Linked DNA regions of Mus musculus: region 2 is linked to region 1. A link is a contact called in public Hi-C data. All regions are on one chromosome and are shown on one strand. The core of a region is the stretch at or near the end of the contact, and the rest is flanking DNA. Distances in the headings are between cores, read along the strand shown.

Region 1 (4,495 bases), core at 1,142-3,641:
TAGAACTCACTACCCTGCCATCGTGGTATAGAATGTATGGCAGTATTCTGTTCCCAGAGTCTATAATTTTGAGGTTGGAGGCTTGCCTGCCTCACTCTTCCTTCATTTTAATAACTGAATTGTTTTTCTTTTTAAGCATTCTTTAAGAAGAACACTTATATTAAATTTTAGTTATTTATTGTATATGTGTGCCTATGCATATTGTGTGTGTCACTGACCACATCAAAGGAGTGAAGGGTCAAAGCTGACCTGATGGAGTTGGCTCTTTCCCTCCACCATGCTGGTCCTGGGACTTGAATGCCAGTCATCAGTTTTAGTGGCAAGCACTTTTACCCCCTGATCCATCCCTCTGCACAGGCTTGTTTTATTATTATTATTATTATTATTATTTTTATTTTTATTGATGTGCGTGTTAGTCAGCTTTCTAGTTGTACTGGCTAGTTTTGTGTCAACTTGACACAGCTGGAGTTATCACAGAGAAAGGAGCTTCAGTTGAGGAAATGCCTCCATGAGATCCAACTGTAAGGCATTTTCTCAATTAGTGATCAAGGGGGAAAGGTCCCTTGTGGGTGGGACCATCTCAGGGCTGGTAGTCTTGGTTCTATAAGAAAGCAGGCTGAGTAAGCCAGGTGAGGCAAGCCAGTAAAGAACATCCCTCCATGGCCTCTGCATCAGCTCCTGCTTCCTGACCTGCTTGAGTTCCAGTCCTGACTTCCTTGGTGATTAACAGCAGTATGGAAGTGTAAGCTGAATAAACCCTTTCCTCCCCAACTTGCTTCTTGGTCATGATGTTTGTGCAGGAATAGAAACCCTGACTAAGACCAATTGGTACCAGCATAGTGGGGTATTCCTGTGACAACCTGACCATGTTTTGGGGAGGACTGTGGAAGGACTTTGGAACTTTGGGCTAGAAGATCCATTTGTTGTTAAGAGCTCTGTCATATGTTGTGTAGGAGCTTGGAAGATAATGTTGAGAACAGTGCAGAAGATGGAGGCCTGGCTTGTGAAGTTTCAGAGGGAAAATTAAAGACTCTTTTCAGGGACCATTGCTATTTTGGAGTTTGATTATTCTGTGGTTCTGGTTAGCTGGGACTGAAGAATCAGTTGTGATTAACAAGATACCAGAACTACTAAAGCAAAACCTTTGCATTACTGGGACTATTGATGCTGGTTAGCTGGGGCTAAGAAATTAGCGGTGACTAAGAAGAGACCAGCATTATTGAGGTGACATCTTCTGGGAAGTATTTTCTGAAAGCACAAAGAGGCTGTGTTCCAGAGATGGCCAAGGTTGTACTCCTGCTGCAGCAGGACTTGGTAATATGTAAGGGTCACCCAGGTGGTACTGGTTTTGAAGGCATGAAGGGGTCACACAAAGCAGCTGAGGCTTGGCACTGTGAGAGGCCATGGAAGGCCATTGGTGAAGGTGCAGCCTCAGTTGCAATTGAAGGCCCAGGACTGAAGGGGTCATGCAGTGTTTTGGAGATGCCAGTACCATGAGATGACCACCAAGAGCAGCAGCAGCAGTGGAGTACAGGCATCTGGAGCCTAGAGGATGATGTGTGTGCTACAAAGGGCCTGGTTGGAGAAGTGACCCAAGCCCTTGGAGGAGCCCAGAAGATCGTGAGTTGGATCCCAGACATTGGACGGTTGGAGATTGACTTTTGCTTTTGATTGTGACTGTGCCCTGATATTTTCCCTCTTGAAGGAAGAAACTGTTTTAGTGGAGCCCACAGTTAAGAGACTTTTAATTGTAAAAAGACTTTGAAATTTAAAAGAGATGGATATTTTAAAGAGATTGAAAATTTAAGAATATGTAAAGACTGTGGGACTTTTAAAGTTATTTAGAATGGGGATAAATAAGATTGTAAGGGTTGAGGCTTACTAGTGATGTTTTTGTGTGTCAAGTTGACAAGGGGTCAATTGTACTGGCTAGTTTTGTGTCAACTTGACACAGCTGGAGTTATCACAGAGAAAGGAGCTTCAGTTGAGGAAATGCCTCCATGAGATCCAACTGTAAGGCATTTTCTCAATTAGTGATCAAGGGGGAAAGGTCCCTTGTGGGTGGGACCATCTCAGGGCTGGTAGTCTTGGTTCTATAAGAAAGCAGGCTGAGTAAGCCAGGTGAGGCAAGCCAGTAAAGAACATCCCTCCATGGCCTCTGCATCAGCTCCTGCTTCCTGACCTGCTTGAGTTCCAGTCCTGACTTCCTTGGTGATTAACAGCAGTATGGAAGTGTAAGCTGAATAAACCCTTTCCTCCCCAACTTGCTTCTTGGTCATGATGTTTGTGCAGGAATAGAAACCCTGACTAAGACACTAGTACTGTGACACAATCCTTGAACAGATCAACCAGAAGGAAGTGCTGTGTCTTATGGGTTCAGAGCTTCCAGTCTGTTGGTCATTGTCTGCACTGTGTCTGAGTCTGAGAAACATAAACCAGGGCAGGTTACCAGGGTCCTGCTTCTTCACATTGGATCCACTTCCTTGTCAGTATCACACCTGGATAGTCCTTAGACTACAGTAGATTGATGGCATAAGATACTAAAGAGGTCAAAGTACTTATGAGCCAGTGAAGATCCAAAGCCACACCTCTGAAATCCACTGCATTGCGAACCATCCTTCAACACATGAGCCTTTGGAGAAAGCCCAGATCTAATCCATAGCAGCATGACAGACTCTAGTCAGGATGGCAGGTCATATCATTATGGGCTAAGAGCTTTGCTCTCCTGGAAAAGGCATGGGAAGAGGCAACTGCCAGTCTGGACTGTTGCCTGGGACACAAGAGAGACTGGCATGGCCTCATCAGACAAATCAAAAAGGACTGCTTGTGTCTGGGAAATCTAGAAGGATTTGGGAATTTGAACATTATGAGTCACCCAACTTCCTGCACTGTCCCATCTAATCATTCACTGACTGGGAGATACTTAGAGAAATTAGGAGGTGCTGAAACTCAGGAATGTTGTAATTCAACAACCCAAAAGATAACACAGTGTCATAATTTCAGTCTCCACAGCCCTGTGGCCACAAGAACACAAGGCACTCTTTTTAGAGAACATATAGTTCTCTAAGCCAACCCAGGTCATGGCTAAATCGTCTGCCTGTCTGGATTAGTCACAGTTCTGCTTTATCTGAGAGTATGGGAAGAGATTTCAAAAGAACTGCCTCTTGCTTTTATCAGTTCTACCAATTTGAATCTATCTGTAAAGCATGATAATAAGATGGAGACTCAAGAGAGAGAGTCCTGTTCAAACTCTGAAGGCAGTCTGAAGGCCGAACTCCTTCTTCCATTGCAGTGGATCTTTTTCTCTTGGGGTTGTAAATGATTTTGAGGAGCCCATCTATCATAGGGACTCAAAGCAGACCAATATAGTACTAAAAAAAAAAAAAAAAAGAAAAAAGAAAGAAAAGAAAAGAAAGAAGAAGCCTTCAGGAGGATCTAGGGCAAAGTTTAATTGACAGAGTACTTGATTAGTGTGCATGAAGCCCTGAATTCTCTCCTTAGCTCTGCATAACACTGGCCTGGTGATGCACGCCTATAATCACTTCTGAAAATAGAGGTAGAAGGATCAGGGATTCAAAAGTCATCTTATTCTACAAAGGGAATTTGATGTCAGCCGTGGATACATGATGAACGAACAATATGCCTGAAAATTCCATGACCTGAATTTGATTCCCAGAACCCATTCAGTGGGGGCTGAAGAGGTACTTGGTCTTCTGAGGACCTGAGTTCAACTTCTGTGCCTACAAGGTGACTCCTGATAATCCATAACCTCTTCAGGCACCAGGCTTGCATGTGGTGCACATACACACTCTGGGAAAACCACTTATACACATTAAATAAGTAAGTAAGGAAATAAATAAACAAATAATGAAACAAAACTTTAGAGAGTCTGGTTGTGCTGATGCACTTTTATAAACTTAGTGGTAGAAATATCTATCATCTATCTATCTATCTATCTATCTATCTATCTATCTATCTATCTATCTCAAAATCCTGGGATTCAGGAATCACTCCCCTATCCTGCTAGACAAACACTAGGGCACTGAACTGAGAGACTGAATTTCAGCACCCAGCCCCCAAAAGATATGAAAGTACACTCATACAAATTAACCAAAAAAAAAAAAAAAAAAAAAAGAAGAAGAAGAAAGAAAGAAAGAAAGAAAGAAAGAAAGAAAGAAAGAAAAGTAAAAAATTAAGAAGAGGTACACAGAACTTGAGGAAGGAAGCCCAAGGTTGTCTTTTGGCTTCCATGTGTATATATGTATACTCCTCCACTACATATACATCATATACATATACACAAGTATGTAAATTAATTAATTAATTAATAACTTCACAGCCACACCCTGACCTCCACTGAACTAAATATCGGGGTACAGTTTATCTAGGTAAGTTGACACATGAAATTAACTATCATCCTGTCTTTGCTTCTATAATAGTAGAGCACAGCTAATCGGGATTTTTTTTTTTTTTTACCCCATGTGAACTTCTACTT
Region 2 (4,735 bases), core at 13-2,512, 180 kb before region 1:
TGTTGCCTGTTTAAGTCCCAGGCACAAAAGACCCTGATCTATGTGTAAGTGCCAACAAAGGCTGGCAAACCCCCACCCCCTAATGAAGGCGGTGTTCTCGGACAGGCCAATCCCAGTGTGTGCACCGGCAGGAAGTGCTGTGGAGCAGGACTGCAGTCCCTATGCAGAACATTTTCACAGGTGACCATGAGTGAGGATGGGGCAAGTGTAGACCAGGAAGGACAACATAAAAATGATACCATGAGAATGCTTTTTATAAGAAGTAAAAAGCAAAGCCTACAATTCACTCCTAAATTCTGATTAGGATTTTAGGAATATGGGGCCAGATTGAAGCTAAAATTGGGATCTAATTTCAAGATTATATAATGCCAAGTCCTCAAATGTCTTCATTCACAGACCATTTATGCAAGAACAAAACACTCACATTCCAATCTAGAGACGTGACATCCTTGTTACTGGGCACGTCCTGCCCTCCTTCCCGTATGCAGTGTCTAAGCACGAGCTGCGTAGGGCCACTCGTGCTGTTCTCACTGAGGTTCCAGATTCTTGCCGTGGAGTCTCCAGACCTTCAGAGTCAAAAAATCGGCTTAAGTCTTCATATAAGCAAGCATTCCAGAACCCAAGCCATACATTTAACACCTGAATAAGAAGTAGACTACCAGATATAAACATTTCTAATATTTCTCTTTTAGAGCTCCTACCAAGTAATAATACTAACCTACTAAGGTAAAATGACCGGAAAGTGAAATCTATGTAGCAGTCCTTTTGTTGAGGTATTCTTAGATGCCATTGTCATGCTGCACGTGACATAATCCCAGGACACAGTGCATCAACAAGGCAAGGTTACAGAGTAAATCCTGTCTAAAACAACAAAATACTCAACAGCTAGAAAGCTCTTTGAAAAACCTACCCTGATGCCAGGAGATCACTAACAGGGTTCCAGGCACAGATGAAAACTTCAGATTCATGGCCCCGAAGCACAACCGCTTTATTGGAAGGGATTTCCACATCCCCATCTACTTCCATCATGTCAGTGTGATTATCTGCAGCATGAGAAGTAGCAGTTCTGTCAGAAGGTAAGCACATTTCTAGCAAGTATGGCTGTACTAGTTTTAAAAGTGTGAGTGTTTATGCCCAGAGAATGTGTATGTGGAAGTGGTAAAAAAAAGAAAGGGGGAAAAAGGGCTATACCTCAGCATGGCTGAATTAAACAGCCTGTAACAATACTATTCTGAGTTCTGCCAGTAGGGGTTGCTGATATCATTTCTATAGCATGAGTCATCTTTATTGCTCACCATCAGAGCCTTGCTGGATGTTTATAACAGGGACTACTAGAAATTTTACTTAGAAATCAACTGCAGATGCAATGTTCACTTAAGAGTAGAAAGGGGTTTCAGAAACATTTAGGAACAAACAAACATTCAGTGTATTTAGCTTTTTAGAATCTTAGGTAGAAAATATGAACTGTGTGATGCACTATACTGCCTGTTTTTGTGTGTCAACTTGACACAGCTGGAATTATCACTCAGAAAGGAGCTTCAGTTGAGGAAATGCCTCCATGAGATCCAACTGTAAGGCATTTTCTCAACTGGTGATCAAGGGGGGAAAGCCCACTGTGGGTGGTGCCATCCCTGGGCTGGTAGTCTTGGGTTCTATAAGAGAGCAGGCTGAGCAAGCCAGTAAAGAACATCCCTCCATGGCCTCTGCATCAGCTCCTGCTTCCTGATCTGCTTGAGTTCCAGTCCTGACTTCCTTGGTGATGAACAGCAGTATGGAAGTGTAAGCTGAATAAACTCTTTCCTCCCCAACTTGCTTCTTGGTCATGATGTTTGTGCAGGAATAGAAACCCTGACTAAGCGAAGCATGTTGGGGGGTAAAGACAAACACTGGCTATCAGTACAGCTCTAAGGATGGGGCAATGGAGAACAGTAGTGTGTGCTGAGCATCTCCAAGCATTCTCGGCTCACTTGCGATGGTATGTGCTCCATTCTCCTCCCCATTTGCTGTATTCTCTCCATTTTTTGCAGATCCTTGCTGGTTAGTGGCGGCAGCAGCGGCAGCGGCTGCGGCTGCATGCTGCTGTGCAAGCTTGTCTCTGTAGGCTTGTTGTCTTGTTTGGACTACATCGGGCATAACAGCATCTATCAGGGACAGAGACTCGATGGGTCGACCATCAAATAAGGTGCCATCCTGGGGTTGGAAAACCGGGAAAGAAAAATGAGATGTAGTCATGAGGTTAACAAACATTCCATTAACAAAATGAACAACTTCATTCTAAGGAAACCGTGAACGTGAGCAAGAAGGAGGAAGGGGGCAAGAATGACAAAGATGCAAACAGCCACCAACTGTCACTGAGGTCCTGCTGAACTCTGCACAAAGACAAACCAATACAAGAGGCCATTCACAAAAGCTTAAAGATAATAAAATGATAATGTATAACATCCAGGTAAGAAAAGCTGTTAGTAAAAAACACTGACCAATATGAATATGTCATACCACGGGATCCAGGCCTTGGAATAAAGGAAAGCACCTGTACTGACCGGGAGCAGATCTTGACCTTACTGGTTTTCTCTAAACATTACAGGATGATCATACACAGAAGTCATCTAGATGTGTGTGATACACAAACTTGACATTAGGAGTAAATGAAGGGACCCACAGATAATGCTAACTGTGGCAATGTGGTAACCCACCGCTGAGGATACCAAAAGGGAACTGGACTACTTTAAACAGCTAAAATCTTTTCATTTACTTTTACAAAAAAAAAGGGGGGGGGGGGGAGGGCATGTGTTTACCTCTACATATTCCGGCCATACACTAAACATTGTAGCTACAACAAAGTTCTACTCAGAAAGAACATGCAGTGTGTGCTTATGAATGCTTTAAAGGCTGTAAGGTCCTTGTTACAGCGCCTCATGTTCCCAGCAGCTACCCAGTGACAGTCCAGAACTAAATGAGCTCGGCTGTGCTACAAAGCTAATTTATAGAATCAGGGAGCAGGTAAGATGGCCTCAGGCACAAGTAGCATGCCAACACCAGAAATAAACACACTACTTCCACATGAACCTTGGACACGAAGCTCTGAGAATCAATGTTGGCATCAATTATAAATAAATTGGCTTCCAACATCAGGGTACATGAAACTAACAGTGTTTTTTTATGTCCTTGCCATCAGTTTGTTCTTAGTACTCTCCAGCCAAATTACTTATGTGTTAAACATGATTTCCTTTGCTTACATACATACACACACACACACACACACACACACACACACACACACACGCAGAGGAATAGTCTACAGAAATTATCCGCTGGTATGAAGACCAGTACAGTTATGAAGAATAATTTTAATCTGTCTGAACCCATGAAGTCAAGGTCAGATACTCAATAAACAACCACATTTAAGAATCAGAATCAGTGTTTGAAATGGAACTCATCTGCCTTACCTCATTTATGCTAACTTCTGCCTCTACATACTGCAGGCCTTTCTGGATGATAGAGATGAGTGCAGCGGGTGGAACCAGGGCACCATTTATGTTGGACTGACTTATATGGCTCTCTATACCAAAGGTAAACGCAGAATGAGAAAATCCTAAAAGCAAAGGAAACACTGTGAGAACTTATGTTGCTAGTAACATCACATTAAATTACAAACAGAAAAAACTTTGTTATCTTTTATAATTACATATCATCACTTGACGGTGTAAATGGACAACTAAGAAATGATTGAAAATAAAAATATTAAAAGAGAAACTTGCCAGCCTTTTACTTTCCCTTGCTCTCGGCTACTGTACATGTGGCTTCTAATGGGTTGCATGTCTTCAGGTTTTCTAACTGTACAACAGTAATACAACTTTCCTCAAGAAAATGCATCAAATGCCAAACCCTGAGAAGCTGTGAGCTACAACACACTTCACCTGCCTCATGAGACAAAAGCAAACCAAGATTCATGCGACACATCATAGTTCTGTGGCATATTGAAAAAAAAAAAAAAAAAGACTTAGGAAATAAATCCAAACTAGAAAACAACACAAACAAGACAAAATAACGCAGCCTGGGGCAGCCGATGTGAGTGGGCCAGCAGTGCCTGCCTACCATGCATTTAGATTCTGGGAGCAACACTGCCAAGCTGTGTGCAATGGTGCACACCCATACTGCCAGCACGCAGAAGTGAACAGGTGGGAAGATCGGACTTCAAGATTATCTTTGACTACGTAAGAGCAACCTGGGCTGTATGAAACTGTTTCCAAAGGAAATATACATCAAATTGTAACTGAATTCATACATTATTTTTATATATATTTAGTGACTAAAAAAATATTACTATTTTACGTAATAACTCATCTAAAGTTTTTGTTGTTGTTTCTCTAAGATAAGGTTTCTCTGTATAGCCCTGGCTATCCTGGATCTCACTCTTCAGAACAAACTCGCCTTAAACGCACAGAAATCTGTGCCTGCCTCTGACTGCTGAGTGCTAGGATCAAAGTTGTGTGCCTCTATCACCCGGCTCTAAATAAAGAACTACAAGATGAAAGTACAGTTCCTAGGCCTCCTTTAACAATTAGTTCCAGCACTCAGGGGACAAGCAGACTACCGACCATATTCCAGTGGAGGATTGGGCCACAAAATTAAGTAATTAAAAATTAAATAATTAAAGAAAAAATACTTAAAAACATGAGGGTACATAGCCAATCTCTTGATATTAGCCTCATTCATACTGTTACAAAAATCTGGT

What was found. Hi-C and Micro-C count contacts between places; a contact is called where the count stands out from the background.
Region 2: a contact with region 1 is called in a Hi-C map of bone marrow-derived macrophages, with 2.2 times the contacts expected there. The contact joins two enhancer-like sites. A contact is called at or near these places in 5 of 484 Hi-C or Micro-C datasets (the G1E-ER4 cell line, the HL-1 cell line, bone marrow-derived macrophages and 2 more), 1 of 115 datasets of contacts at active chromatin or transcription factors (pancreatic cancer cells) and 3 of 9 other capture datasets (adipose tissue, liver and pancreatic islet).

What each region holds. Positions count from the first base shown.
Region 1 is chr3:22,008,662-22,013,156 of GRCm38.p6, reverse strand. No RefSeq gene overlaps it. Among named protein-coding and RNA genes, the nearest start is that of Gm31813, 47 kb to the right of the region's middle. Within about 2 kb of position 2,391, at least 41 of the 459 cell types and tissues checked have an H3K27ac peak or open chromatin away from gene starts, as enhancers often do. A contact at or near this core is called in bone marrow-derived macrophages, where this site is marked.
Region 2 is chr3:22,187,223-22,191,957 of GRCm38.p6, reverse strand. Tbl1xr1 (transducin (beta)-like 1X-linked receptor 1) reads right to left here. Exons shown (of 16, transcript NM_030732.3): 4 at 3,447-3,592; 5 at 1,968-2,190; 6 at 911-1,043; 7 at 425-566. Among named protein-coding and RNA genes, the nearest start is that of Tbl1xr1, 110 kb to the right of the region's middle. Within about 2 kb of position 1,262, at least 13 of the 459 cell types and tissues checked have an H3K27ac peak or open chromatin away from gene starts, as enhancers often do. A contact at or near this core is called in bone marrow-derived macrophages, where this site is marked.